4 separate regions of the Mus musculus genome follow, and regions 1, 3 and 4 are each linked to region 2. A link is a contact called in public Hi-C, HiChIP or PLAC-seq and promoter capture Hi-C data. All regions are on one chromosome and are shown on one strand. The core of a region is the stretch at or near the end of the contact, and the rest is flanking DNA. Distances in the headings are between cores, read along the strand shown.

The links. Promoter capture Hi-C pulls out the DNA fragments that hold promoters and counts their contacts. A called contact is a pair of places that touch in the nucleus more often than the background predicts. HiChIP or PLAC-seq counts read pairs in DNA pulled down with a chosen protein or histone mark.
Region 1: a contact with region 2 is called in a promoter capture Hi-C map of hippocampal neurons, with 2.4 times the contacts expected there. The contact joins the enhancer-like site here to the promoter of Vps11 in region 2. A contact is called at or near these places in 2 of 39 promoter capture datasets (the 3T3-L1 cell line and hippocampal neurons), 2 of 484 Hi-C or Micro-C datasets (B cells and the G1E-ER4 cell line) and 3 of 115 datasets of contacts at active chromatin or transcription factors (effector CD8 T cells, embryonic basal ganglia and embryonic stem cells).
Region 3: a Hi-C map of the P5424 cell line shows a contact between it and region 2, with 3 times the contacts expected there. The contact joins the enhancer-like site here to the promoter of Vps11 in region 2. A contact is called at or near these places in 6 of 39 promoter capture datasets (the 3T3-L1 cell line, embryonic stem cells, frontonasal cranial neural crest and 3 more), 17 of 484 Hi-C or Micro-C datasets (B cells, the Ba/F3 cell line, CD4 T cells and 10 more), 9 of 115 datasets of contacts at active chromatin or transcription factors (T-cell acute lymphoblastic leukemia, astrocytes, effector CD8 T cells and 5 more) and 1 of 9 other capture datasets (liver).
Region 4: an H3K27ac HiChIP or PLAC-seq map of microglia shows a contact between it and region 2, with 5 times the contacts expected there. The contact joins the promoter of Tmem25 here to the promoter of Vps11 in region 2. A contact is called at or near these places in 2 of 39 promoter capture datasets (both in liver), 1 of 115 datasets of contacts at active chromatin or transcription factors (microglia) and 1 of 9 other capture datasets (pancreatic islet).

What each region holds. Positions count from the first base shown.
Region 1 is chr9:44,002,573-44,009,349 of GRCm38.p6, forward strand. No RefSeq gene overlaps it. Among named protein-coding and RNA genes, the nearest start is that of Gm30373, 32 kb to the left of the region's middle. Within about 2 kb of position 1,994, at least 19 of the 459 cell types and tissues checked have an H3K27ac peak or open chromatin away from gene starts, as enhancers often do. A contact at or near this core is called in hippocampal neurons, where this site is marked.
Region 2 is chr9:44,357,091-44,364,380 of GRCm38.p6, forward strand. Vps11 (VPS11, CORVET/HOPS core subunit) reads right to left here and starts at 4,580. Exons shown (of 16, transcript NM_027889.2): 1 at 4,355-4,580; 2 at 2,749-2,897; 3 at 2,522-2,657; 4 at 2,048-2,211; 5 at 979-1,226. The coding sequence starts at 4,541.
Region 3 is chr9:43,982,241-43,989,229 of GRCm38.p6, forward strand. No RefSeq gene overlaps it. Among named protein-coding and RNA genes, the nearest start is that of Gm30373, 12 kb to the left of the region's middle. Within about 2 kb of position 2,576, at least 49 of the 459 cell types and tissues checked have an H3K27ac peak or open chromatin away from gene starts, as enhancers often do. A contact at or near this core is called in the P5424 cell line, brown adipocytes and hippocampal neurons, where this site is marked.
Region 4 is chr9:44,796,189-44,803,347 of GRCm38.p6, forward strand. It overlaps Tmem25 (transmembrane protein 25), which reads right to left and starts at 3,059. Exons shown (of 8, transcript NM_001357385.1): 1 at 2,476-3,059; 2 at 1,933-2,244; 3 at 136-426. The coding sequence starts at 2,545. It overlaps Ttc36 (tetratricopeptide repeat domain 36), which reads right to left and starts at 6,763. Exons shown (of 3, transcript NM_138951.1): 1 at 6,523-6,763; 2 at 5,406-5,594; 3 at 3,212-3,545. The coding sequence starts at 6,631. The coding sequence ends at 3,283.

The sequences.
Region 1 (6,777 bases), core at 744-3,243, 360 kb before region 2:
TCTCCTACTCCAGCACTTTCATGAGCGCACACACACACACACACACACCTGCATTCACACACATGTCCATCCATAACTGTTTATTCTATTTCCATTTCCTAGGGAGATCTATCCCCCTCACCCCCCAAGTCCCTTATTCTCTACTTAAATTCTGTGGTTATACAGTTATATGGTTATGTCTGGTAGTGGTGGTGCACACCTCTAATCCCAGCACTTGGGAGGCAGAGGCTGGCAGATTTCTGAGTTTGAGGCCAGCCTGGTCTATAGAGTGAGTTCCAGGACAGCCAGGGCTACACAGAGAAACCCTGTCTTGGGGAAATAACAACAACAACAACAACAACAACAACAACAAAACAGTTATATGGTTACATATAGCTTGCTTATCAATGACTTGATTGATAACAGCTAACATCCTCATAAAAGCAAATACTTACCATACTTGCCTTTCTGGGTCTGAATTACCTAACTCGGGATGATTTTTTTTTTTTTTTTTTAGTTTCATCCAATCACCTGCAAATTACATGATATCGTTTTTCTTTTTAAACATCTGAGTAAGTTCTGTAAATGTACCAAATTTTCTTTATCCCCTGACAGACATCTAGGTTGTTTTCAATGTCTGTCTATCATGAATAGAACAGTGATGCACATAGCTGAGCAGCTGTCTCTGTAGTAGAATGATGCGCCCTTTGGATATATGCCCAAGAGTGGGTAGCTGGGTTGACTTGAGGTAGATCGATCCCCATCTTTCTGAGGAACCACTGCACTGATTTCCAAGTTATCCAAGGTTTTTTGTTTGCTTGGTTGGTTGGTTGTTGTTTTTAATCTATTGCTTATGTGTGTGTGAGTGTATGGAGGGCAGAGGACAATTTGCCAGAGTCAGTTCTCTCTGCATAATATGAGTTCTAGAGATCAAACTCAAGTCATCAGACTTGGCAGCAAGCCCCTTTACCCACCAAGCCATCTCACCAGCCCTCATTTCTTTTTCTTTTTCTTTTTCTTTTTCTTTTAAACTGCAAGTCATAGTGATACACACCACATACAAAAACTCAATAGGAACAAATACAAAATAAAAGTTGACGAAAGGACCCCTGGCTCACCACATATGGCGTGCTCTTGCAGCACGTTCAACTCCGTTGCACCTGTTCTGTCAAATAGTCTTTGTCTGAATTTACAGTCACAAGCTCTAAACTCATCTCCAACATGAAACAAAAGGGGAGGTGGCCTTGGGAAGGCAGTGCAGTCCCTTCCTCCACATTGGAGTGCCCAATTGGAGTTTCCAGAGGGGCTGGAAAGACTCTTAAGACTCAGGAAATGAAGGAAACAGGAAACATTATTCACAAGAGTAGGGTAGGAGACCTCTTGTAAGTTCTGATACTCAGGGGATTGTAGAGACAGTAAGTACTGCTGGCTAGCCAAGCTACCTGAAAATTGTGTAGACTACTCCAAACGTGTGGCTCTCAAGTCATGACAATGCTGGGGTAAGTAGGCTCTTTGGTGATACAGCTCTCTTTGAGTCAGACACTCCAAGTAACTCACTGGATCACTAAAGTAGACTTTGGTGAAACTGTTTGCTTTACCTGTCATTGCTATCCAGCCTGGTCATTGGCCATCTACTTCTACTGGGTCTGAGGCGCCATGATGAATGATGTCACCATGTCACTATGAGATGCCCCCAAACTACTGCTGAGCTGGAAACTGCACTGCCCTCTCTAAAAGTAGCACTCACAGGATGGGGTCATCAAGCTGTGGTGTCAGTTATGTGACCTTTCTTGTGGTCACCCACATGCAATTTGAATTAAACTATCTTCCCAGAAAGAAGCTGCCCACCCAAGGGAGAAATGACAAAGCAAAAAAGGCACTGGGTGTTGTCTGCTGCTTTAGCTTCTAATTTGGCAGAAAATTCTCTTTTGAAGAGGCTTGTGGGAGATGGGATGGAAGTGTTGGCTTGCTGTTTCTTACAGTTGGCAAGTTCCAAGGAAATGAGAATACAAATGAGATCTGTGCTAAATAGATCCAAAGAATTGCTTTAGCTTACAGGCGATTTTACTAGGCTCCTCCCAGGAACATAGCAAACGCTTACAACATCATCTGCCACTGTTACCTGCCACTGCCAACTGCGAGGTATAAAAGGACTGCTGTCACCCCAGTTTTCTCTCTCTCTCTCTCTCTCTCTCTCTCTCCCAGCCAGTCTCTTTCTCCCCTTTTGTCCTTCTTTCTGTCCTTTTCTGTACCCATTTCTCTGCTCTCATGGCTCTGCTCTAGTCTGTCTGCCTCCCCATTCTCTCACTCCCCTCCCCCCTAATAAATGTCCTTTATACCAGGTCTGTTGCATGACATGATTTCTCAGGGAGACACCTTGGCATAGGCCCACCAGGCACACCCCACCCCAATGCATGCACCCCATGCTATATTTCATAACAACTTGAAATTCAAGGGAAGACCTGGACAGTGAAGAGGCAGGAAAGAGGTTAAAGGTGACAGAAGGTGGCCCTTGAATCCAACCTTTTAGCCTAAGAAGGGAATCTATGATTTGGCATGCAGATGGTGGGTAGGCAGGTCTTCATAATGCTCCAATACAAGACAGTGTGAGGATCAGGGGACACTCCACATCTGAACCAACTGAACAGGGAAAGACTTGAGGTAGCAAAGAACAGCCTCTGACAACCTGAGGGTGAAGTTCTGGGAGGTGAGGGTGGACTAGATCGGGCTGAGTATTTTGAAAGCAGAGGAACTAATATAATTTCCCATCCTTCCTTGAAACAAAGCAGCACAGCTTGAGGCAATAGGAGGGATATCGGCCCTCCTCCATACTCTCCTCCATGGACTGGCTCACAGGAGCCTTTAAGGATACTTGATGGTCCTTTGTTCAGATGTCTAGGAATAGCAGAACTGAAAGCCAGTGGCAAGTTTTACTGAAGGACCTGAAAGTGTAAGGGGAAGAGTGTGGTTCTCAGTTCACAGGACCTGCCAGAGCTGTGCTCTATGTGCGTGGGAGAGTTAAGAAAGAGCTTGGTTGATTTTGTAGGGACCACGGAACTGATGTGGGGTTTTGCTGGCTTAGCCAAGCCTGTGTTGAGATGAGATCTTTATGGAGTAGAGGCTTATGCTGAGTAAACTCTAGCCAGCTTGTCAATTGCATCTGTAAGGTGCTAAAGTTATCAAGAAGGGGAAGAGAAGGACAAAGCAGACATCTGGGCAGCTCGAGGGCAAATGTGACAAACTGGAGTTCCTAAGGGGAAAAATTAACAGAAAATCAAATGTTACAATAGTTTCTGGAAAGCTCTAAGCCTCTGGAACAACTTCCAGGTAAAAGGTTAAGCTTAGCCTAGGGGTGGGCAGTATGCTGTGAACATTTCTCTCCTGAGTAGACAGATATGCAGGGACCCAGTGCAGGATAAGGAAGATAAGGAAGGAGGAATGGCTCACAGGGATGGCTGTGGATTGTCAAGGACTACCTGGAGTAGTGTGCCCTCTATCAATGCTACAGTACCAAACATTGCTCTTTGACAAAAGAGCTGATGCAAGAAACGAGACCATTTTGTACTGCATTGACCCTTATTACCTTTTTGTATCCCCTTACCTGCCCTTGACCAACTGGCAGGCACTTAGAATGGACGATGATGAACCTAAGATCTAACCCACCCTTTCTAAAAAGGCTCCTTTGGATAATGTTAACTCTCGAGTGTCTTGCAGGTTTGTAAAAACATCTGGAAGAGTAGCAAAGCTAACAATTATAGAATTTAAGTGAAAGTACCCTGTGTGAACAGGAAGGGTATGGCCCAGAAGCCATATTGTTGTCTATTGAAAGTCCCAGTGCCAATGGTATGCTCCTCACCAGGAGCTGTCGGCCAAGAAGACCTTTGGGTCTCCCACACCATACAAGCTATTGCCACTGCTGTTGGTTGCATGGTAGAACTAGATGCTAAGATCCCATCATCAAAGACACTGCATGTTTTGGCTAGAATGTAAAGAAATTGAACTAGGTCTGAACCGGACTCTCCCTTCCTGCTGCCTAGCTTTGACAGTGTCATAAGACACTGTGTGGACTTCTGGGAAAGAACTGTCACCAACAACTATGGACACCGCATGCTACAGTACCAAGACGTGCCTCCTGGTGCAAAGATGGTACAATTGTCACTGCTGTGTTTCTGATAATATTTAAGGCCCACTCCATAGACGGGAACTCATCTGGTACTGTAAGCCAGGGCAACATCCCAGGGCTTAGAGTGTAGTGTCCGCTCTCGACCAGCAAGAATGACACGACCACCAGTCCTTCTAACAGCAGTTTATTCAGCAAACTTCCGTCTTCCTCTCTCTCTCTTCATCTTTTTCCTCATCTATCTCCCCCGATCTCCCCCCCCCCCCAACCTCTTACTCTTATATACTCTCAGTCCTCATCTACTCACAGCAGGCCACGTCACCTCACCAGGCACGCAGCTTCAGCCAATCGGGGCGGCAGGAGCATGTCTCCACCAAATATGGACTTGTTTAAACTGCCAGCATCATGGTGCACCTGTGCAGCTCTCACAATGGTCGTGGCTTATTTTCAGGTGTATGAGGAAGTCAGGTGCAAGTCATAAGACTTAGCTGTAGTCCCTGGCGCCTTCTTGGGACTGCTGCCACACCCGCTACTCACATTAGAGAGGTAATAAGTCTCAGTGGGGAAGTTGCTGCTATCATTTATTATGTAGATGTTCAATTCCAGTCTGATTTCTTGTCAAACTGCCTTCTAAATGTCATGTGTCCACCCATAGAGCCCTGCTATCAGCCTTGGTTGATTATGGGACATAAATCAATGATAAGATTTTTTTGTAATGGACAGTCTCTTAGTGGATTCATAACTGGTCGTGCTCTAAAGAACAAATGACTCTTACACATCACAGATTCGTCCACAAAAAGCAGATATGCCATCACAGCAATAGATACACATCAGTACCATGGACAGGGCAGCTTGACCAGAAGACATCTTACCTCTCACAGTTCTGGAAACTGGGACCCCCAAAACAAGGTCACAGCACAGTTGTTTTCTTTTGGGGGTGGCAAGATGACTCAGTGGGTAAAATCACCAGCCTGAGGATCTGGTATCAATGTCTAGACACCATAGTAGAGAAGAGAGCTGACTTCTGAGAGTTGGAAGTCAGAAAGGAAGGCAGGAAGCTCGTTATCTCTGACCTCCACACATGTACCATGGTATGTGTGTGCCTACACTCACATGGCCAACATTATATGCACAATAATAATAAATTTTTTAATTTTTTAAAGTTTTTTTTCTCTAAGTTCTCTGTGCTTGGTTTGTAGAAGGCTATTGCCTGGTATCTTCGCCTGGTCTTTCCTCTATGTACACACACATCTGTATTCTGCTGTCTTCTTCCTATTGGCACACCAGTTGTAGTGTATCAATGCCCACCCCAAAGACCTAATTATGATTTCATTACCTCTTTAAAGACTTTATCTCCCAATACTGTCACATTATGAGATAATGAGAGAACTTCAACACACAAATTGGGGGTGAATGAAGACAATTCAACCACAGCAGCAATGACATACTTTGTTTTCGAGCTGGTCCTGAGTGAATATACAAAGTATCTTTGAGAAAGAAAGTAGCAGTAGAGCCAGAGAGGCAAGGAGGAGGTGTTGCCATGGGAACCACAGTCTGTCCCTGTATCCTATAGCTCTCCAGTGGATCTGCCAGATTCGTAGAGAAGTAACCACTGCTCAGTCTGGGATTCTTCTGTCCTGAACCTTAACCCCAAAGAGCTGGTAGGACAGAGCAGGCCTAAGGGGACCTCTGCAGAAAGAAGGGGGAGGCAGCCCGGGCACAGCTGTAGCCTTGCTGTGGCCCGGAACTCTGCATTCATTGCCTTCAATTGGACAACCTCAAAAGCATAAAGATGCATTTCCCACTGTTATCAGTTTGTTTTGTTGTTGTTGTTCTTTCTTTGAGACAGGATCTCACAATCCGAGGCAGGCAGAAACTAGCTATGTACCTAAGGATGACCTTAAACTTCTGTTTGCAGGGTTTGGGCTGCAGAATTTGGAATCGCCTAGGAGATTCCTCTCTGCTGTGTCCGTGAGGGTCTTTGCAGAGAACTTAACTAAGGAAAGAAAGGCCATCTGAGTATAAGTGGCTCTGTTCCATGGACTGTGGGCTGAGCTGGATAAAAAAGGAAAGGCAGGAAGCTGGGCACCTGTGAGTGGTCCATACTTCTGCCTTTACACCTACAGCCTTTCTTAGCACCACACACCACAATGATAACCCGAAAGCATAAGCCTTTCCCCCTCTAACCTGTTTTCATCAGACATTGTTTCCTCACAATACTGAGAATTGGAGAGCTTCCCTTATAAGCCAGGTGTGGTAAGTGCTGGCCTTTCATCCTAGCACCTGGGATGCAAGGCAGTCTGTGAGTTTGAGGCCAACCTAGTCTACATAGAGAATTTCAGATCAGCCAGATATACATAGAAAAACCAGTCTTGATATATACATGTGTGTGTGTGTGCTCCTTCGCCTGCTTGCTGTGTGAGACTGAGTAACTGCTAGATCCTTGGACTTCCATTCACAGCTACGACTGAGCCATTGTTGGGAATTGGGCTGCAGACTGTAAGTCATCAATAAATTCTTTTACTATATAGAGACTATCCATAAGTTCTGTGACTCTAGAGAACCCTGACTAATACAGAAGTTGCACACACACACACACACACACACACACACACACACACACACACATCATATTTAAATTGAGTTACAATTGTAAGAAGGTCAACAGATAGGACTTT
Region 2 (7,290 bases), core at 3,330-5,829:
ACATCCTGGGGTCTCACTGGTTGCTGACCTGCAGGCCGGCCTAGTCTACCTGGTAAGTCCCAGGCCAGTCAGAGACTGTCCCCAAACAGGCCAAGTGGATAGTGCCTGAGGTTGTCCTCTGGCCTCCACACACGTGGCCATACACGCACCTGCACACACATGAACATTATACACACACAAAACCAACAGGGAGTGCTTTCACTATGCAAAAAGCCCACCAGTCCCTTTGTAGTGCTCTGAGAAACCTCAAACAAAAAAACCCATGCCATATACTTTATAGCACCTTGTAGTTCCTCTGACACCATTTAGAAGTGATCTGATGCCCCCTTCTGGCATGCAGGTATACATGCGGATAGACCACTCATAATACATAAAATAAGTAAATTTTAAAAATAAAATAAACAACACATTTTCCAGTAAAAATAGCTAACTAAGGCGTCTGGAGAGATAGTTCAGTGGTTAAGAGCACTGACTGCTTTTCCAGAGGTCCTCAATTCAAATTCCAGCAACCACATGGTGGCTCACAACCATCTGTAATTGGGTCCAATGCCCTCTTCTGGTATGTCTGAAGACAGTGACAATGTACTCACATATATAAAATAAATATATCTTTAAAAAAAAATTAGCAACTAAATCTAGGTGGAAGAACAATCTACATAAAATTCAAGTGACAAGCCAGGCAGTGGTGGTGCACGCCTTTAATCCCAGCATTTGGGAGGCAGAGGCAGGTGGATTTCTGAGTTTGACCGAGGACAGCCTGGTCTACAGAGTGAGTTCCAGGACAGCCAGGGCTAAACAGAGAAACCCTGTCTCGAAAAAGAAACAAACAAACAACAACAACAACAACAAAAACCCCTCAAGTGACAGACTAGCTGGATCGAGGCTTAGGATTTTAGAAAACGATAGTTCTGGGGAATAAGTCAGTCCTCTCCTTTTCCCTCTTTCCTTTTCCCTCTTTCCTTTTCCCTGGAGTCTTACTTGGGAGAAACTTTCCGGTCACGGGAGACAATGACAAGGTAGCCTCTAAACCAGTGCACGATGAGCTTATGGCCCTCAAAGGCAAAGCAGGGTCCACGTTCATCAGGCTGGTAAAGGTAGACACACTCATCCCCAGCAACAATGAACTGCAGGTCTTGAGAAGGGTCGCTCAGGGCTGAACAGCGCAGGCCACAACCATGGGTGTCCAACTCCACACGAGGGTAGTCCTTTCCAGAAACTATATAAGACTGCCAAAGGGAAGAAGTTAGCAGGCTCCCTTTGAAGAGGCAGCCTTCATACCGACCAACATTCCCACTTCCCTGCTGACTCTTACTGGTTTTCCACTTGGCATTTCTATCTCTCCTGGCCACTTGCCTTCTCCATCACTATCACCTAGCCATTAGATGAATGTACTGGGGGCCATATTCTCTTTCTTTTTTTTTTTTTTTTTTTTTTTTTTTTAAGATTTATTTATTTATTATATGTAAGTACACTGTAGCTGTCTTCAGACACACCAGAAGAGGGCGTCAGATCTTATTACAGATGGTTGTGAGCCACCATGTGGTTGCTGGGATTTGAACTCTGGACCTTCGGAAGAGCAGTCGGGTGCTCTTACCCACTGAGCCATCTCACCAGCCCTCTCTTTCTTTTATACTATCAGAAGCTATCAGCAGAATCCTGCAAGTTAAAAACTGCATCGGTTCTTTGCTGGTTATCAAAAGTGTGGTCCTAGGTTGGGAAGGCAGTTCCCACCAGTGTGACCACAGTAAACAGGGGGTTCGGGGCTTGATCCTTCGGGCCAAACACTTTCCAAAGGCAGCTCACAACCACCTGTAACTCCAGGAACTACCAGGAACCGGAGAGCTAAAGCTCTTTGTCTAACTGTGCCTGACAAGGGAGAGTCACATTATGCTATTACAGGCACAGAGTCATTTTCCTAAGTCTACCTCTTAGTCTCCTATATGAAGAAATAAAATAATAAACTGGGAAAACAAAGTGCTATAATTTAAAAACTGTAGGACTCTCCAACCTCGCCTGTTGGTTCCCTTGGGCATGACCTTGATGATACCTGAACATTTTCAGTTGTCACGACAAACAAGTGGGTGGTCTTTCCTGCTTGGCGAAAGGCCAGCCCAGTAACGGGATAGTTGCCCTTGTGCAAAATCTGCGTCTTGCTGTGCCGGTCCCGGGTAATATCTCCCTTGTTCAGGGTGACACTGCCATCTGTGAACCCTGAAAAACAGAAAACAGTGGCAGCACGTATCAACTGCAGAGACCACGTCAAAGAAAATGTATTTAAAAATCTAGGAATGGGAGCTGGAGAAGAGGCTCAGTGGTTAAGAGCACTGGCTGCTTTTCCAGAGGACCCAGGTTCAATTCCCAGCGCCCACATGGCAGCTCACAACTGCCTGTAACTCCAGTTCTGGGGAACCTAACACCATCACACAGACATATGTATAAGCAAAACACCAATGTACATAAAATAAAAATAAGTCATTTTTTAAAAAATCTAGGAATGCGTTTTTTCCTCCTTTCAGCATACCAATGGCCATAAAGTTGAGATTCTCATGGACCGTCAAACAAGACACAACAGTTGGCTCTGTCCCTGGGATGGCAGGGAAAATCCGGGTGCAGAGTGGATTGCCACCGTCTCTCTTTTCCAGGTTCCAGATCTTTACCTAGAGACAGACCACAGACATGTGAAAGTTAGTTTCCCTCCAACCAAAAACCATTCCTCGGGCTTCTGGATTTTTCTTTTCTGGGACTTACCAGAGGGTTAATACCCTCTTCATCCTCACCAACCGATGCCAGAATATTGTGCTGCTTCAGCTGATATAAGTGTGTCACCCGTAGTTTGTAGGCCTGGAACCCTGTAAGCTGTAGAGAACGTGGCAAGAACCAGATCTGGCCTTCCATATGTGCAGGGTGGTCAAGGTGCCTCTTTTCCAAGGAGTGACGTGACCCTCCCCCACCTCGTCTACAGCTGCATATTCTATGCATTAATAGTACAAGGAGGAATTAAAATATCTTAGGAGAAGCCAGGGCTGGAGACATAGCACACAACTGACACTTCCTTAGCACACACAAGGCCCTGGGTTAGATATCTAGCACCATATATAACTGGGTGCAGAGGCACATGTTTGTAATCTTAGAACTCCAGAGGTAAAGGTAAGAAGGTTAGAAGTCATCCTTGGCTAAATGGGATCTTGTGTTATAAATTTAAAAAAGAAAGAAGGAAATGAAACACACACATGCACTTGTAATCTTAAGAGAGATTACATTCACATAATTTCAATTACAGGATATTATTATAATTGTCCTGTTTTAGTATTATTGTTGCTAATTTCTTACTGCACCTTATTTAAAAATTAAAAGTATGATCAGTGTGTTGTCACTGACTTAGCAACTTTTAATTTACAATCCTACAAAAGTGACAAGCAGCAGAAATTCTACTTTGAGGGCTGAGGGGCAGAGCATGTAAGAAGAAAGCATAATTGACAAGTTTCCAGAGCTAGTAATATGGGTAAGATACTCCTTTGAGGATAGCCCTTAATCCCAGTGATCTGGAGCCAAGAGATGGGCGTGAGTTCAAGACCAGCCTAGTCTACACATTGAGACCCTGTCCAAGATGTTGAAAAAGATACTCTCTTGTGATGCTGGGCACATTTAGCTCCCGGTCAGCAATGGAATCAGAAGGGAACATTGATATAGTATAGTTATAGTGTACTCTGTTGCTATTTAGACTGGTAGACTAGGCAAGATAAATGCATTTTTGGCTTGTATAACTTTCCATTTATGATGGATCTGCCTGGATGTAAACCTATCTTAAGTTGAGGAATGAGCGTCTCTGAAAGGAAAAAGTAGCCCCTATGTAGTTTGTAACTACCAGTGGCTTGAGACCTCAGCTGGGGTCTGACTGTACATCCCAAGGGCTTCCCCACATAGCTCATAGCTCGTGAACAAAGCAAACAAAGTCCTTATCTATCTACCTCCTCGCCTACAATATTAGACAGGGACTGTAACACCTCACACACACTCACAATCAAACACACACACACACACACACACACACACACACATATTTTAAAGGCAAGTTGCGTCTATTTGCGAGGGGGCCGATCTTAACCTTTGTCAAACTGGCATTAACAACCTTTTTCCAGTAAAGGAACCTGAAGCCGAGAGTTAAATGACTTGCTCAGGACTGCTCAGTTGACAAGTGAGAAAATGAACTTCCTTCTTTCTCCCATCAGCCCACAAAAGACATCTGGGCTCGCGTCTAACTGCGAGCACGCAAAACGCCACTGACAGATTGCATTCGCTGTAGAAACTCGTCCGGCGTGCGCTGAGGAAAGAAACACCTCCGAAAGAAGGATATCTCCAAAGACCAGGCTCCCGCGGCCTGAGTCGCAGACAGTGATGCCAGGAGGGAGGCAAAGGAACTTGGAAGCAGCGGATCCCGACACAGGCGCGGCACCGGGAGCAGCCCCATCATTACCCAGCGGCTCCTTCACCAGCTCCTTCTCGAAGAAAACGAAACGCCGCCACTGCAGGTAGGCCGCCATCTTGCCGAAGGCCCCCGCCTCCGGAAGCGAAATCACGTGAACCGAAAGGCGAGTCATGTGACAGTGGGGAGCATGCGCACAAAAGGCTTGCTGCTCGGGACTGAGAGGTGGGGCGTGCTCCGTAGCTCCTTAATGCTCTTTTGATCTTGTTAGGACTGACAACGTCCTTCAAGAGAGTGGTGGCGCGATTCGAGGTCCGCATGCCCTCCACAGAGAGGCGGTGTCTCAAAACTCAATACTCTGTTCGATGCAGAGAATAATGTTTTGGGAAGCTATCTAATTCATCAGCTTTTTAATTTTGCAAAATAAAGCTGTAATTAAGTGCCACCTTTTTAAAAGTAGTTAATAGACTGCCCGATCAAATCCAAAGCTTTTTAGATGTATAAAACTTTATAGGGGGCTGGAGAGATGGCTCAGTGGTTAAGAGCACCGACTGCTCTTCCAGAGGTCCTGAGTTCAATTCCCAGCAACCACATGGTGGCTCACAACCATCTGTAATGAGATCTGACGCCCTCTTCTGGTGTGTGAGAAGACAGCTATAGTGTACTCATATACATTGGGTAAATAAATATATCTTAAAAAAACAAAACAAGGGCTGGAGAGATGGCTCAGAGGTTAAGAGCACTGACTGCTCTTCCAAAGGTCCCGAGTTCAATTCCCAGCAACCACATGGTGGCTCACAACCATCTGTAATAAGATCTGACGCCCTCTTCTGGTGTGTCTGAAGACAGCTACAGTGTACTTACATATAATAAATAAATTAAAAAAACAAAACAAAACAAAAAAAACTTTATAGGGCTGAAGAGATAGCTCAGCGGTTAAGAGCACTGACTGCTCTTCTGAAAGTCCCGAGTTCAAATCCTAGCAACCACATGGTGGCTCACAACCATCTGTAATGGGATCTGATGCCCTCTTCTGGTGTGTCTGAAGACAGCTACAGTGTACTTAGATATAATACTAAACAAAACTTTATAAGTAAAATTATGCTATCAAGAAGCAACTAGAGCCGGGTGGTGGTGGCGCACGCCTTTAATCCCAGCACTTGGGAGGCAGAGACAGGCAGATTTCTGAGTTCGAGACCAGCCTGGTCTACAGACAGAGTGAGTTCCAGGACAGCCAGGGCTACACAGAGAAACACTGTCTCGAAAAAAACAAAAACAAAAACAAAAACAAAAAAGAAGCAGCTAGATGGACAGTATGTACTTTCTGTGCAGATCTCTATAGAAAATCCACCACTGTATACCAGTCAGAAAGTTTACTCTAACCAAGAAAGTCTTGAGGTTTTTGTTTGTTTGTGGTGACAATGGGGGACAGACAAATCAATAAAATGCTCAGTCACTGATGAGGATTTCACACATTTTGTGAATTCTAGCTTGCTGTGCTTAAGTTTGTTTGTTTGTTTTTAAACCTGTCAGAGATATTTTAGGTCATAAATGGAAGAAAGCAAGTATATGAAACCGGTTTTTCAACTGCTGGAAAAAATTTAAAAAAAGTTTGGTCCTGCCCCCGACACAGTTTGAATCAACCTTGTGTATTATATTCTGTTCTGCTTCAGAGTGTATAACTTCTCATACACCCAATCCATGTTTGCTGAGGTGCAAAATGCAACTCCTAAGACCCTGTTAACCTTCTTATCCTTCCTATAGAGGAAGAGGCAAGCAAAGACCAGGGAGTGGCAGCTTTGAGAGTAGAGTGATTTTAATAAGTCAAGGTCTTCCATAGCTGTCCAACCGGCTCTGTGTAGAAACAGCTCTGTGTCCTGTGTCCTGTTTGTGTGTCAGGGGGAACCATGAAGTTTGTGTCAAAAGAAGCATTGTGAAGAAAGTGACAATGATATCAAGGTGACATCTTGTTCACTGAGACTGATTTAGTGAATTTTGTTATCTAGGCAGATGTCCCTTCTCTCACCACTCTGTGTGTGACTGTGGCCTTCCTGTAGCATGTTCTGTCGAAGACCCTGTCCTTCCAGGACAGAGGAGGACCATTTCTCAGTTCAAACATACAAGTAGCTGACCTCCCCTGCTAGAACCTCCAAACATGCTCTCAACAAGTACTGTGATGCCAGGCAAGTCAGGGATACATAATGAGATCTTGTCTTCAAACAAAATAAGAGAGAATAGCATATGCAAGCATGCCACCTCGTGCTCCTCCTCCTGCCACTGCCACATGGCAGTCTTTCTTCCTCTGATGTCTGCATCCGGCCCTACCTGTACCTATAGGGTCTTATTGATGCGTGACACTAAGGCACAAACTGGCCTACCAGAGCCACCCACAGCTCCTCTCTCCACCTACTAGTTTGCTTTTCACTTCTCCACAAATACATTTTCTGTACTACCCACTACTGGAACTGTACTAAATGCCCAAAAGGGTAAGGAGCAAACTGTGGTCCTTGACCACCGCCCTAGAGAACAGGCATTAACAGCAGGCAATAGCCAGGGACGGTGCCTCACAGCAGACAGTAGCCAGGGACGGTGCCTCGTGCCTGTAATTTGAAAGGCTAGGGTGGGGAAAGTTGCCATGAGTTCAAGGCTAGTCTAAGAGACTGTCTCAAAACAAAAAAGAGGCAGGAATCAACCCCCAATTTCATGTAGGAAATGATACCTAACAGTGGTTTTGCTTCTCATCAAGTCCTTGTAGCACCCAGGTGCAAAAAGAGGTATAATTATCCTAGGGGAAAGGTGATCCTCTGGCCAGAAAACATCAAAGTTATTTAAAAATAAAACAAGAGCTCTTCATTTGCCTGATCTTT
Region 3 (6,989 bases), core at 1,326-3,825, 380 kb before region 2:
CCCCCCAAATAAAAACCACACAAACAGACAAGCAAAAAATTAACCAAAAAAAGCATAGAAAACATCTTATCCTGGAAGCTGTAGTGTGTCAGTGTGTCCCATAGTATACTCTTCTGTCCACACATCTTCACTTGCAAATGCTCCTCGCAATGAGTCATTGGTCTGGTTCGAGGCTTCTGAAACACCATCAGTACTAGACCCTCACCGTGACTCCTCCCAGTCGTCCTGTTGTTGCCCAGTGTCATGGAGATGCTGCACCCTTGGATCAGCAGGACTGGCCCTTCCACATGCCCCAGCAGTTCACAGATGATGTAGATTTTGGATCTGGGCCTGGGTGGGAGTTAAGCTGGTTAGCATACCAGCTCTCCCTTATCTGCACCACCCACCAGGGAGGGTTCCCCAGCACTGCTCTGGCTGGGCCACATGGCCATTGGTAGGAAGCAGACTCAGCTCTCCCACTCTCATGCTCTCCGGGCTAGCTCACCCACACCCTGCCTCCAGAGTCAGCCCAGTGGAGAGGCAGGGCCACTCTCCCAAGTGCTGTAGCTGGCAAGGAGCAGGGCCAACTCACTGCTCTCATCTCCAGACTGCCTCAGATGGCAAGCATCTAGAGGGATGATGGCCAGCATCTAGAGGGGTGATGGCCTATACAGCCCATGCCTAGCAGCAGCCTAGGGAAGGACCACTCACAGTGGACTAGGCCCTCCTGTAACCATTAGAAATTAAGAAAATGCCTAACAGACACCCCGCAGGACAATCCAATGGAGGCAGTTCTTCAGGTGAGCTACCCTCTTCCCGGGTGACTCTAATTTGTGTACAAATGACAAAACTAACTAGCTAGGAAGCAACACTGCTTGCTGCTCCAACCTGGGGCATCTATGGATAGGAGTTTCAGGAATACAGGAAATCAGGAACGAGTATTCATACATGGGTACATATATACATACATCTGTACATTTATATACACATATATACATACATATAACCATATATATGTATATCCACCCATATCTACATGTACATACCATACATCGAGCCATCCAACAATGCATGTTATCAGATGCCCCATCCCTCAGATCCTGAGCTGGACACATGGAGATCTCCTCCTCCTCTTTTTCTTCCTCCTCCTCCTCCTCCTCCTCCTTCTCGTCACAGTGGGAAAGAATCCAGGAGTAGGATGTTTTCCAAAGCTTGTTCTTTGACAGTGCTGACTAATGGAACTTCCTGGGGTGACACCAGTGTTCTGTGTCTGTGCTGTCCCCTGGGCCCCACCATCTCTAGCCCACATGGATGCTGAGCATCTGAAGTGTGTCTATTGGGACTGAAGAACTGAATTTTCCCTCCTAATACAGTTGTAATGAACTTAGACATAAGCCTTATTACATGATGCAAATGAGCAGCTCGTGGACCAGATGCCACAGCTGTAAAAGCATCATCCACCCTGTGTACATATGCATTAATGCATGTTCATGTACATATATACATATATGTGCAAATATATACAATACATATATGTATATGTGTATATGTGCAAATATACATATATTTAGATATACATATATGTACATATATACAAAAATGTACATACACACACACATATATATATGCAGAGAGGGAAAGGAGGAGTCAGGAAGGGGTAACCTCTGGTAGGACTAGGAGAGACTCTAGGACATCCTCTTAGAAGTATTTATTGAGGGCCAAGAAGGGACAGACTTTGATAATACAGCATTTGACACACAGTAGGGAAGAAGAGCTATTAGCCAGGTGTACAGCACTGCTCATCTCAGATACTGTAAATCAGGAAAGGCTTCACAGAAGAGATGATTTCAAAGGTAAAGCATCAGATAGAAACTGTCAGAAAGGGGTTTGTGCAAAGGCCCTGAGGCACAGCAGACCCAGATGACAATTAAGTAGATAGGGAGCTCAACTCAAGCAGCCGTGCTCAACCCCTCGCAGTGGGTAGCACATGCTGGGCCCTCCCCAGAGGAGGAGGGGGACAGGCACAGTGCCAGGCAGGCCACATCTAGTTTGCTCATTCCTCTCCCATGACTCCTGATGTCTCCACCCACCCCATAAACATGATTTGGAAAATCTCTTGTCCCAGTCCCCGGCTGAGCCAGTTCCTCTGCCCTTGTGCACCCTCTCTGAGGTCAGCAAGAGCTGGGAATTGAGCCCTCGTCCCTCCAGGAGCTCCTGACTCATTCTGGAGAGAGCAGCTAAGCCTGCATTCTCAAAAACCAGTTCCAACTGGAGGGGAACAGACATGACCCCAGCTTAGGGACACAGACACCAGAGAGCAGGGTAGGGAGAGCCAGAGACAGCAGGAAAGAATTTGGCAGCGGGACAGAGGCTGATGGGAAGAGATATTTGACAGACAGCCCACACCAGTAGGAGACAGACATGCCAGGGACAAAGATGACACAAACGAGGAACAAGGACATACCAAGGCAACCAAAGACAGCACCAGGACATCCAAGTATAAAAAACAGACTGGACTGTCACCCTGGAAATGGTGGGGTAGACTCTCCCGCAGCACTGAGCTGTCACATTCACTGTCTGCAATTGCAAAGAAGACCACAAGAGGGCACCATTGCTCCAAGAAAGCTCACAAGCCTGGTGGTTCAGAATGGTCAAATCAGACTCCCTGGTTTTGGCAAGTCTGTAGGAGGCTAAGGACCAAGAACCTCCACACTCTAAGCTGGAGAGTGTCCTTTCCTTGCCCCAGGATGTCCTCAATCTAGTTCTTGGACTCCACATTACCTGTCCCTAGCCTAGCTCATTATTACCGTCTGAAGCTGGGCATACCAGGCATGGCCCCTGCGTTTGCTTGAAAGGGGGGAACAACACGCAGGTCTGGGGTCTGAGACATGCACTGAGCCTAGAGCAGGCTTTGGTTTCTTCTTGATGAATCCTTGGGTTCAAAGCATGCCCCACACAAGTCTGACCCCATGTTCAGCAGCAGTCTACAGGGCTAAAAACAATGCCACCCAGGGCTGCGTTCACAGAACCATGTGGCTTCAGGATGCAATTAGTAATGTGGTCACATCTTTGAAAGAGCTGTTAATAAGCCAATGTAAAGCAGGGGGACAAGCCCTGTGGAACTGCCCTTGTTACATCAGTGACACAGCAATATTGTTAAATACACTTTGTCATCTCTAAGACAAGCGTCTATAGCCATTACCCATTTTGCAGATGGAAAAACTTGGACAGATTCCCTCCCATGACTCTTCTCTTCCCCCTGAGCCATAGCCATGGTTACAGCTTAGCCTTAATTCCCAAATGGCCTTGAACTTCCTCCTGCCCTTTAGCCAATCCATCCACTGCCCTCTCCTGGTTCTGTTCCCGGAGTCTTAGGGATATAACCAGGGTCCTGCACATCTAGGTCGCTGCCCTACTACTGAGGTAGATCCCTGTGGTGGCTATTCTTGGTTGTCAACTTGATTACATCTGGAATTAACTAAAGCCCAAGTGGCTGGGTACATCTGTGAGGGATTTTTTCTTGATTGAATCATTAGATCATTTGAGGTCGGAAGGCCCACCCTAAGTCCAGATCATTTGAGGTCAGAAAACCCACCCTAAAATCTGGGCCACACCTTCCATTGGCAGCCTATACAAAAGGCATGGAAAAGGGACGCTTTTGCTCTTTGCCTGCCTGTTCAAACGCTCACAGGCAAGTGTTCTCCTTCACTGGTGTTAGAGTTCTTGGATATCTGTTGGTAGGCAGCCATTGTTGGACAAGCTGGACCACAGCCTCAAGGCATGCTAATAAATTCCATATAAACTAATAAATTCCATGTAATTCCATATATATGTATATGGAATATACATATATACACATATATGTATATCTAATATATCTATATATATGTATATTAGATGTATAGATAACATTATATATAATATGTTACATATTATATATCATGTAATATAGATAATATATTATATAATATATATATATGTATGTATGTAAAGAGAGAGAGAGTCCTTCTCTTCCTCTAGAGAACCCTGACTACTACAGTCCCTACCCTCTGCTGAGTTCAGTGTCTTCAGGCACCCAAAGTTCTAGGCACCCAAGACAATTTTGATCTTGTCACTAATATATGTGCAGTGTGTGGCCATGGATGGCATGACCCAATAGCCCTCAACCAGATACATCATCCTGTCCCCTCTGCCTCCCTGACTCCAGCCTTCCACCCCTGCCCTGAAGTCTACGCCTCCCAGTACCCTCACCTCAAAGGACCGCAGTGCCCTCATCCCTCCCCCCCACCCACCCCACCCCACCCCCCGTGCAACTCCAAGCTGTCCTGGGGACACTGCAGCCAGAGTGGCATGACTGAAGATCCTTTCTAGAGGGACGCTCTTGCCCCTCCCTTGCCCATCTTACTAACGAAACAACGGTCCCACAGTAAATTAGAATTACAACCCAGAAGCTTGTGCTGGAAGGAGGTAAAGACTGGGGCCCTGGAGCAAGCCAGAGGAAGATCCTGTCTCTCAGAGATGTCTTCCCGAGCTGAGACAATGAAGAGTCCCTGCTGGGCAGAACCACGTCACTCCTTCTATTTAAACTTCAGTTTCATGTCAGGATCCCAAGATGAACTTGGGGTTAGACATCAGTCATATTGGATTAGGGCCTGTCCATCTGTCCTCAGTTTGCATTGATGTCCCTTTCAAAGGGCCACCTCCAAGCACAGCCAAGTATTGGCTGGTCTACCTGGGGTTGGTAGAACGAATGCATTGGTGGGAAGAACACAATCCAGTCTGTTAAGGACTCCAAGCAGGTACCACTATTGCCCTTGCTCAGCCCCAGGGAAGCAGCAAAACTTTGCTCAATGTGTTCAAAGCATTTGTTTCCTAGCCACACAAAGCTGTGGCCCCAAGGCCACCAGGGAGGCCACAAGGATAGCAGAGAGTGTACACAGGAAAGGGTGTGCTCTGAGGAGGAAACTGCTATGCATGCCCAAATGAGAGCTATAGGAGGGAGGACTAGAGAGGTGATAGGAAAAACTAGAGAGGGGAAAAAGGGAGGACTAGAGAGAGGACAAAGGGAGGACTAGAGAGGGGGAAGGGAGGACTAGAGAAGGTACAGGGAGAACTAGAAAGGGAACAGGGAGGACTAGAGAGGGGACAGGGAGGACTAGAGAGGGGACAGGGAGGACTAAAAAGGGGATAGGGTTGTAGCAACATGGAGTTCATGCTCATAGGCAAGAGTGACTTGTAGAGCAGAGGAGGGGTGAAGTGGCGAGGGGAGGAGGGATGGGACAGGTGCCAGGTTGTACACTCTCTGGGGTGCAAAACAAGAGAAGACCCAAGGTCTTCTAGACTGGAAGAGGTCAGTGGGTATGACTGAAAGTATCAGAAGGGAAAGTTGGCCATGGGCAACCCTCGTGTCTGAGTAGGGGTCTTGAGTACCAGGCCAAGGAGATCTGGAAAAGTATGTTATATGTAGCACTCGGGGACCTGAGCTAAGGCAGAAGACTAGAGCTGGGAGTCACTGCAGAAGTGCGACAGGACCTCTTAGTAGGACTGCATATCCAGGTGAGGGCACAACTGTCCAGTGGCAGATGAAGGATGGCTGAGTATAAAGGCTGTCTGCCCCACCATACGTGGCAGATTCCCCTGCTGTCCCTAAGAGATAGGGCTCAGCCTTCCTACCTCTATCCCCACTCAAGTATTCAAACACAAGCCCTCTAGAGTGTCCACAGGGGAAGTGTCTTAGTGTTTCACTGCTGTGAACAGATGCCATGACCAAGGCAACTCTTGCACAGACAACACTTAATTGGGGCTGGCTTATGGGATCAGTTTCAGTCCATCATCACCAAGGTGGAGTATGGCAGTATCCGGGTTCCATGTCGTTAGCTCCAGAGAACTGAGCCAACCCAGGAGACAGCCACTGCTTGAGGGTACAGGAAAGCTCACACCCACATACTAGAACACACATGTCTCTAGTCACGCCTCTTCCTGTCGCATGCCCAGGACAGCTGGGAGAGCCTAGTTTCAGGACTCCAGCCTCTACCATGATTTGTGGAGAAGGCGACACAAATGTTTCCAATAGGCAGGACGAGGTCCTCAGCTCTACCTGGACAGAAGCCACAGGTGGGCAAGGAGAAGCCCTTCAGGTGCAGGTCTGTGATAGCTTTTGGAGAGGCAGCTACAGGAGGAGCCTGTTCCTTGCCCGTGTACATTCCTTATAGGGGCTGATGGGATGCTATCTGAGGAACTTAACCTTTAGAGACCTCACAGTAAAGCAGTAGCCCAGGGTCAGGAGAAGTAGAGAAAGGTGGCCGCTGTCCCAGGATGAAAGGCCAGGAGCTAGAGCTAGACCCTGTCAGGGGACTCTTAGCTGGAGAGGAACCCCAGTCCTCATCCCCAGTAAGTGGGTGGCAGGCACTGATCCCAGCCCAGTCACTAAAGCCAAAGGGAAGTGGCCATAAGGAGGCTCGGGAGAGCAGATTGTAACCTGCTTCAGACTGCTCCCCACCCCACTCTCCACCAGCACACCCACACTCCACCCTGGCCCCAGAGTGGGAATCTGACTTGCATCCTAGACAGCCATCTCCTGGGCAGTGTGACCCTGGTCCCTGACCTCTCCCACCCAGCATGAGGGCTCTCACAGTTAGCTCTGAGCCTTCTGCATACTCCAGGATGAAAACCAGAGGCCTGCATGCTAATCTGCCAGGTTTTCCATGAAAATCCTCTCTCTTTCCTTCCAGCTTGGCCACACTCTCCCCAAGAACCAGCCTGTGGCCATTCCATCGTGATCACAAGAGACTCTCTTGCTCTCCTCAAAGCTTTCGCACCCGCTGCTGGGATTGTGCCAGCTGAGTTCTATTTGGAAATGGAACTGGATTTCATCAGGCAATCAGAGATCTGTGTCTCTCCAAGGAGGGCAGGGAGCAGGTTCTAGCATTGGGGAAAAAAGGAAGAAAAGCCCCTTAAAGATCTCATTACCCCAGGATGTGGTTTGAATTCCATTCTCCTTTCCCAGCCAT
Region 4 (7,159 bases), core at 1,809-4,308, 440 kb after region 2:
GTCCAACTTCTCTATCCTTGCCCAGGGTGGCTGGGGATAACTCATTCACAGGATCTACCCACAGGGCAACCAGTCTTCCCTTTCCATTCCAGGACCCCTGCACCCACCTGAGGGTCTGCCATGTTAGTTGCTCACCTGGAGCTGGAAGGGAAGCGCTAGTGACACCCACGTCATTGGTGGCCACCACCGAGAGGTTGTGTGCCAAGCTCCGGAGCTGCAGCTGCACAGTGTGGTTGGTGAGCCAGGGATAGTTCTGAGCATCCAGCACCAGGAAGTCAGAGGCATTGACAGTCACTGGCCCATCCTGGTCAATCCAGGTGACATTGGCAGGTGGGTTGGCCCGCACCAGGGCAAACAGGACAACCAGAAGGCCTGGGCCCTGAGCTTCCTGGTATTTGGCTCCAACCTGGGCAATCTCTGGTTTGACTAGAGCAGAGCAGAGAATAATCTGCTTTCATTACAACCCTCTACTCTGGCCCTATCTTCCCAAATATGGATGGGAGAAAGGGTCTGAGCCTCTCTCAGAAAGAACATTAAGGAACAGGTAGCAGGGTCTGCTGGTACAGCATCAATTCACAGTGATTGAGAGTAAACAGCCAGGCTGGAGAGATGGCTCAGAGGGTAAGGAGCACTGACTGCTCTCCCGAAGGTCCTGAGTTCAATTCCCAGCAACCACATGGTGGCTCATGACCACCCGTGATGAGATCTGACGCCCTCTTCTGCTGCATCTGGAGACAGCTACAGCGTACTTACATATAATAAGTAAATAAATCTTAAAAAAAGAAAGAAAGAAAAGAAAAAGAGTAGACAGCCATGGGCTGGTGAGATGGCTCAGCAGTTAAGAACACTGACTGCTCCTGAGTTAAACTGACTGGTTCTGAGTTCAATTCCCAGTAACTACATGGTGGCTCATGACCATCTATAAAGAGATCTGATGCCCTCCTCTGGCATGCAGATGTACATGCAGACAGAACACTCCTACATTAATCTATATATCTATATCTATATATAAGGTTTTGCCAGGCAGTGATGGTACACTGTTTTGGTTTGGTTTGGTTTGGTTTTGGTTTTTCGAGACAGGGTTTCTTTGTGTAGCCCTGGCTGTCCTGAATCTCACTTTGTAGACCATGCTGGCCTCGAACTCAGAAATCCGCCTGCCTCTGCCTCCCGAGTACTGGGATTAAAGGCATGCACCACCACACCCGGCGATGGTACACATTTTTAATTCCAGTGCTGCTCAGGAGGCACAGGCAGGAGGATCTCTGTGAGTTCAAGGTCTACAAAGCTTCTAGGTTCACAAAATTTCCAGGGCAGTCAGGACTTTTATATAGAGAAACCCTGTCTTGAAAAACCAGAATAAGAAAAAAGAATAGAAAACTACTGGGGATGTGGCTCAGTGGAAGCAGAGGCAGGGGGATTTCCAGTTTGGGGCTGCTCTTGGATAAATAGTAAGACTGTCTAAAATTTTAAAACCTGGGCTGGGAATATAGCTCAGTTGGTAGAGTGCTTGCCGATCATGAGAAAGGTCCTGGGTTCGGTCCTCATACCACATACCCTATGGTCTCTGCACTGGGGAGGCAGAAGCAAGAAGATCAGAAGCTCAAAGTCACCCCTGGAAAAAGTCTCAAAGCATAAAAATAAAAAGAGTAGAGAGCCAGACAAAGGTCTAAATTTGCATCCTGGACCTACTTCTTAATTGTTGGGCAATTAAATCTCAAAATGTTGGGCAGCTGCTTAACTTGTGCCTCAATTTCTCATTTGTAAAATAGGGATGAAAATAGAAATTCTCTCATATCGTGTTTATGAATGTCCTGTTAAAGCTAAATGTGTCATGCGTATGAGTAATCTCAGCACTCTAGAGGCCGAGGCAGGGGATTGGCAAGTTTGAGTCCAGCCTAGGCAATGTAGTAAGACTGTCTCAGGGATACTTACATTGCACATTGAGGATGACAGAGGCATTGGCTGGCCGGCCACTCCCTGGGTCCTGCAGGGAGCAGTTAAGCTCATGTTGGGAGCGCTGGGCAGTAACAGTGAAAGTGCTGGTTCCTCCAGAGAAGGCGTCCCCACCCACACTCAGCAGTCGGGAGGTGGTGGCCTCCTGTAGCTGTCCATCCAGGTACCAGGCTAATCGGGGAGTGGCAGAACCTCCTGCAACCCGACAGGTGAAGGCATGGTGCTCATTCTCCCTAAGCGCTCTCTCAGCCCAGGTCTGACCATCAATTTGCGGCGCCAGCTCCCCTTGACCTGGAACACAGCAGGCAGCCGCTGGGAGGCACTTGGAGAGACCACAGTGAGGTTCAGTTACAGAGAGGCAGCAGGCCAAGAGACAGGGCAGCTGGTTTCTCTGACCAGGATCTGCATAGACTTATGGTAGGGAAGTAGGGATAGGGGAACCCAGCCCTGGAGACTGGAGTGGGTATCGTGAGAGGAGATGCAAGCAAGGAGGGTTTGGCCAAAGGATGAACTGGGGTATACCTGAACTTAAGAGGGCAGGAAGGAGCAGCAGTGTGTGCCGGAGGGTAGCTTGGCTTAGAGGCAATTCCATGGTGATCAGGGACCGGCCTCCAGGCTGCTGAGAGAAGAGTACCAGCCATGTAGGCCTAACAATTCCTGCAATAATTTACCATGCACTGATGTAGACTGGCCCACAGTGGCCAAGACACCGGCACAAATAGACACAATCAGCAAGACCCAAAGGAAGAGACCCTATGGCAACACTTCGTCTCTGTGCGGGCATAGAGGCCAGCACTGACAGTAGATGACCACAGACAGACAGACAGACAGACAGACATGCACAGGCGCCCTTCCCCTTCCCCCCCAAACGATCGTCCTTCTCTTGACCCGGTTCACTCCTCGCTGGCCTTGGCTCTCCCTCCCATATCTCGCCATGCACCGCTTTTCCAATCTCGGCTGCTCAGGTGGACTTGGGCCTAGCAAGAGAGCGTCGCGGATCCGAGGGTCGCTGGAGCATCCTGCTTTCGGGTCAGCTCACCTGGCTCCCTCCCAGAGTGAGCCCCAGCAATTGCTCAAGAAGGCTGAGCACCGCAGTCCGCTGCAAGGGCGGGGCCCGCGCCAGGCAGGACCAATCGCTGCCCGAGCAAGGGCAGGTGGCCGTTCCAGCCCCGCCCTGTCCCGCCTCCTCCCTACCCCCGCCAAGGCCTCCACCGTGAGGCTGGTTAGTAAGCAGGCGGACACAGAGCAGACGCAGTCCGAGAGTCCCGGAAGTTTTATTGGGTCCTGGTTGGGTCAGGGTCCCCCTCTCCATCATTCGGCCGGCCACGCTCAGCGCCCGTTGCTGGGCGCGCGCAGCTGCCCCATCATGTCGGCCAGCATGCGGTTGCACAGCGCGGCGTACGGGTTGAGCAGCACTAGCTGGCGCCGTGCGAACGGGCTGCCCAGTCGCGCAGCCTTCTCGAAGTCCCTGCGGGCGTCGTCGTCCCGGCCCTGAAATCTCGCCAGTAGCCCGCTCTGCACGAAGCTCTGGCGGGCGGCGCGACCCCGGCCGCCGCTCAATGTCACCGCGCGCTCCAAGTCCTCCAGGGCGCCTGCGGGCGGACAGGGAGAGGGCGGCGCAGGTCAGCCGGGTGTGGGCAACCGAGCCCCCGCCCACCTGCCGAGCAGAGCAGCCCATCCCCTCCTTCGTGCAGCAGACTTTTGAACCACGAGGGATTATTTCTAACCCGAGATGAAGGGTTGCTACAATTGGCTTGTGGGCCGCCCACGGGCAGAGCTGAGATCAAAGTCCAAGGCTCTCCTTGGCCTTGTTCCTGGTATGTCCTAACATTAATGCACCCAAACGTGAATGTTTTCTAGAGGATCTGGCCACTGTGTTAGTGAATCCATCAATTATCAAATAGTCGTAGTTCACACAAGTGGAGCCTAGCACCTACTGTGTGTTTGGTGGCCCACTTTGAACCCTAGAGTTCAAGAAATCTCATTAGCTAACAGAACTGTTTCCTCTTTTCCAATGCAGACTACGAAAGCGGCACGTTCCCCATTTTTCTCCTTCATTATCTCCACGGTCTTCATTACTCTGTATCTTATTTCATTGGAAGAAGGTCGTGGAGCCAGAGCTGGCTGCACTGTTTTATTTTCGTGATTCTCAGAGGAACGTACTTGGATTGAGTTTCAGAACTCATCCCGGAACCTCAGGCAGCCAGCTTAGGGTTTCTGTTAGGTCCACGGGCTGCTTTCTTTGGACCCTGCCTCTATTCATAGTCTCCAGTTTCCTAAAGAGGCTGCCAGGGCCCTTGCATTGCTCAGCACCATCGTGGAGAAAGGCTGAGTTTCCCTCAGAGGTCCAGGTTGGGACTGCAGACTGAGCAGCTCTGGGACCAGCTCAGTTTCCCTCTTCACAGCTAGTCTGCAGGAATCCAAGCCTCTACAAGTGGAGTTACCTCTGCATCTCCAGGCTTTCCATCTGTAGGTTGTCAACAACAACCTATGGCAGACAAGCCTCCTGTCATTAGGATGAGGTCCAAATTCTCCAGTTTAGGTTCTAGGAACACCCCACCAGCTAGTCTTACCTATGGCCTGGTCTCCAACTCCTAGTCCTATTCCCTCTATCCTATGATCCCCATTCCAGCTACAGAAACTGAATACACCAGGTTTGATCCAGATACCTTCCCTGCCCAGGCCAAATCCCTGAGTGACAACCACCTTCTCATCTGACACTTGTAGTTTGTCACTCCTGGATCTCGGTCCACCTCCGCAGGGCTCAGCTTTCCACCCATCCCTGGGGCCCGCTCCACCCTGGAGAGTGCAAGCTTCCCAGACGGATGGATGCATTCTCTCTAGGCCCCTGGCGTCTGAATTGACACATTGCTCATCTTTCAGAACTTGCCCTTCAGGAACAGGTCCCCATGCCGCTTCCTCTCAGATTTGCCTGCTGTTACCTAATGATGAGCCCCCTGGAGAGTAGTCTCATGGTTTTTAGAGCCCTGCCACCTGGGTTCCTATTCTAGCTCAGCCACTTCTTGGCTGGAGGATGACGAGGAAGCTACTCAACCTCTGTATTCTTCCTTTTCTTCGACTTTATGATGAAATGACAATACATACCCTCTGGGGTGGGGGGTCATAAGGATTGTTACTACAACCTTGTGGTGTGCATAATGCCTAGTTCCCAGTAACTGCTAGACAAACATTTTATCCTCATGCCCTGCTCTTCAAGCCTACTGCTGCCTAGAAGGCTTTTATTAAGTCCATGAGCAGAATGCAGCCTCTTGATTCTCATATAGTCTCATGAAGCTAGCAGAACCCATACTGTCTTGAATTTTATAGGTAAGAACATAGATGTCAGGGAGTTTAGTGTCTCTGTTTCTCTGCTCTCCACCCACAACCAACTCATCTCTGCCCTTCATGGGAGGGGTCCTTTCTGTGGAGGATCTCTGGTGTTTTCCCCTCACCTGCTACATCCCCCTGGAGCCGCCGGGCTTGGGCTCGGTTGTTGTAGGCAGAGGCTCTGTCAGGTAGCAGGCTAATGGCTTGGCCAAACTTCTCCAGTGCTGTGTGGAGGTCTCCAGCTTCTGCCGCCCTCACTCCCTGCAACTCCAGGGCCTTGGAGTGCTCCAACTGTGCTTGAGGGAAAACTCCATCTGCACCAGGGGAGAAACAGGCATGTGTATGGTAGGGAAGAAAACGGAAAGTCACCTTGGACTTTGGCATTCTGACCCCCAAATGAGCTGACCAGGTGTGGGTGTGGGTGCAGAGTCAGGGATAGTAGCTGAGGTCAGTAAAACCGAATTCTAACATTGCTAAAAGACCTGAGAAAGAGGCACTGGGTGGTTCTCCTTGGCTAAGAGAAGCTCAACAACTTGTTCAGTGGTGACTCGCTCTAGACCACAGGCCCAGGGTGTGGCGCTTAGATCTGAACCCGGTTCTTCAGCTTTTTGGCTTCTTCTCGTTTTGCTTTACATACTCGGACACAAAGGCCACCAAACCCATCCCAGGTCATGAAAATGACTCTAGATGTTTTTCAGTTTCTCACTCTAAAGCTTCAGTGCAGCTAAGGCTTACCTCCTGCAGAAACAAAGCCCCCCAGACATCATTATTAGGCAATGGGCCATGCTGTTCCCCTGGAAGAGCTAGCTCCATGTCTAGCTTATAACAATGTGTAACAAATGAAGCTCTGCCTGCTGTCAGGATGGGCCAACCAAGCCACCATCCCGCCCTGTTTGCCTTCCATCCTTGCTGTGGAGAGGGTGGGTGTGATGTTCAAAATGTCAAATATTTCAGGGGTTGACTTAAGCCAGCACAGATAAGCTTGGATCATGGAAGATTTTTAGTTGTAGGCTTAGAGGTATGGGACTGAATGACAGAGAGAAACTCTGGCTTTCTCTTGGGAGATTCACCCCTGCCAACACCTGACCCACACTTTGAAATTCAGAGGACCTCTCAGACTCCAGTCTCTGAAATAACCTGCAAGGGTAGAACGAGGGTTCCGGCCTCACCATGTCCTGTAGGAAATCTCAGGGGCCTGCCAGGCAGCCTATGGAGGGGTAGACACCAATGTCAAAGGCTCACCTTCATCTCCCTCCTCTGCTTCTTCCAGGTCCAATCCAACAACATCTCCAAAGGGGGTATCAGGGTTGAAGATGGCCTGCAACACTGCCTGATCATTTGGAGTCCCCATGGCTCCTAGGGCCCAAGTGGTAACTCAGTGGGTGAAGGAAGATGGTGGGGACAGGGTAGAGCCTCCAGCTGGCAGATGCTGTGAACGGAGGAGGTTCTGTTTGGGGACCGCCTCAGGTACAGAGGTGTGCCTTCCAATCCTTAGTCCAGCCTCAGTGGCCAGGGTTACTGACCTGGCAGGGTGGTTTTTCAGTATTTCCCAACCGCACCCCCACCCCCAACACAGAATAAACAAATCCTGTTTCAGCTTTAAGGTGGAGCAGAGATGGAAATTATGCTTTCACTTTATTAAAGTCTGTTTAAAGATCACTACTTAACCTCCTATTAAACGAGTTAGGCAAACAGTAACACAGCCCTTCTACCCAGAACCTCTGAGGTCCTGGATATACTTCAGTGCTCACTGAAGGTCACTCCAGACAAGGGACTGGTTGAGTGATTCCATCTTAAAGAAGGGAGGCTGGAAGGCATTAGGTAACCCATTGACAAGCCCCTCCCTCCCCCACTCCACCCCCAAGGCCAAAGGAAGCTC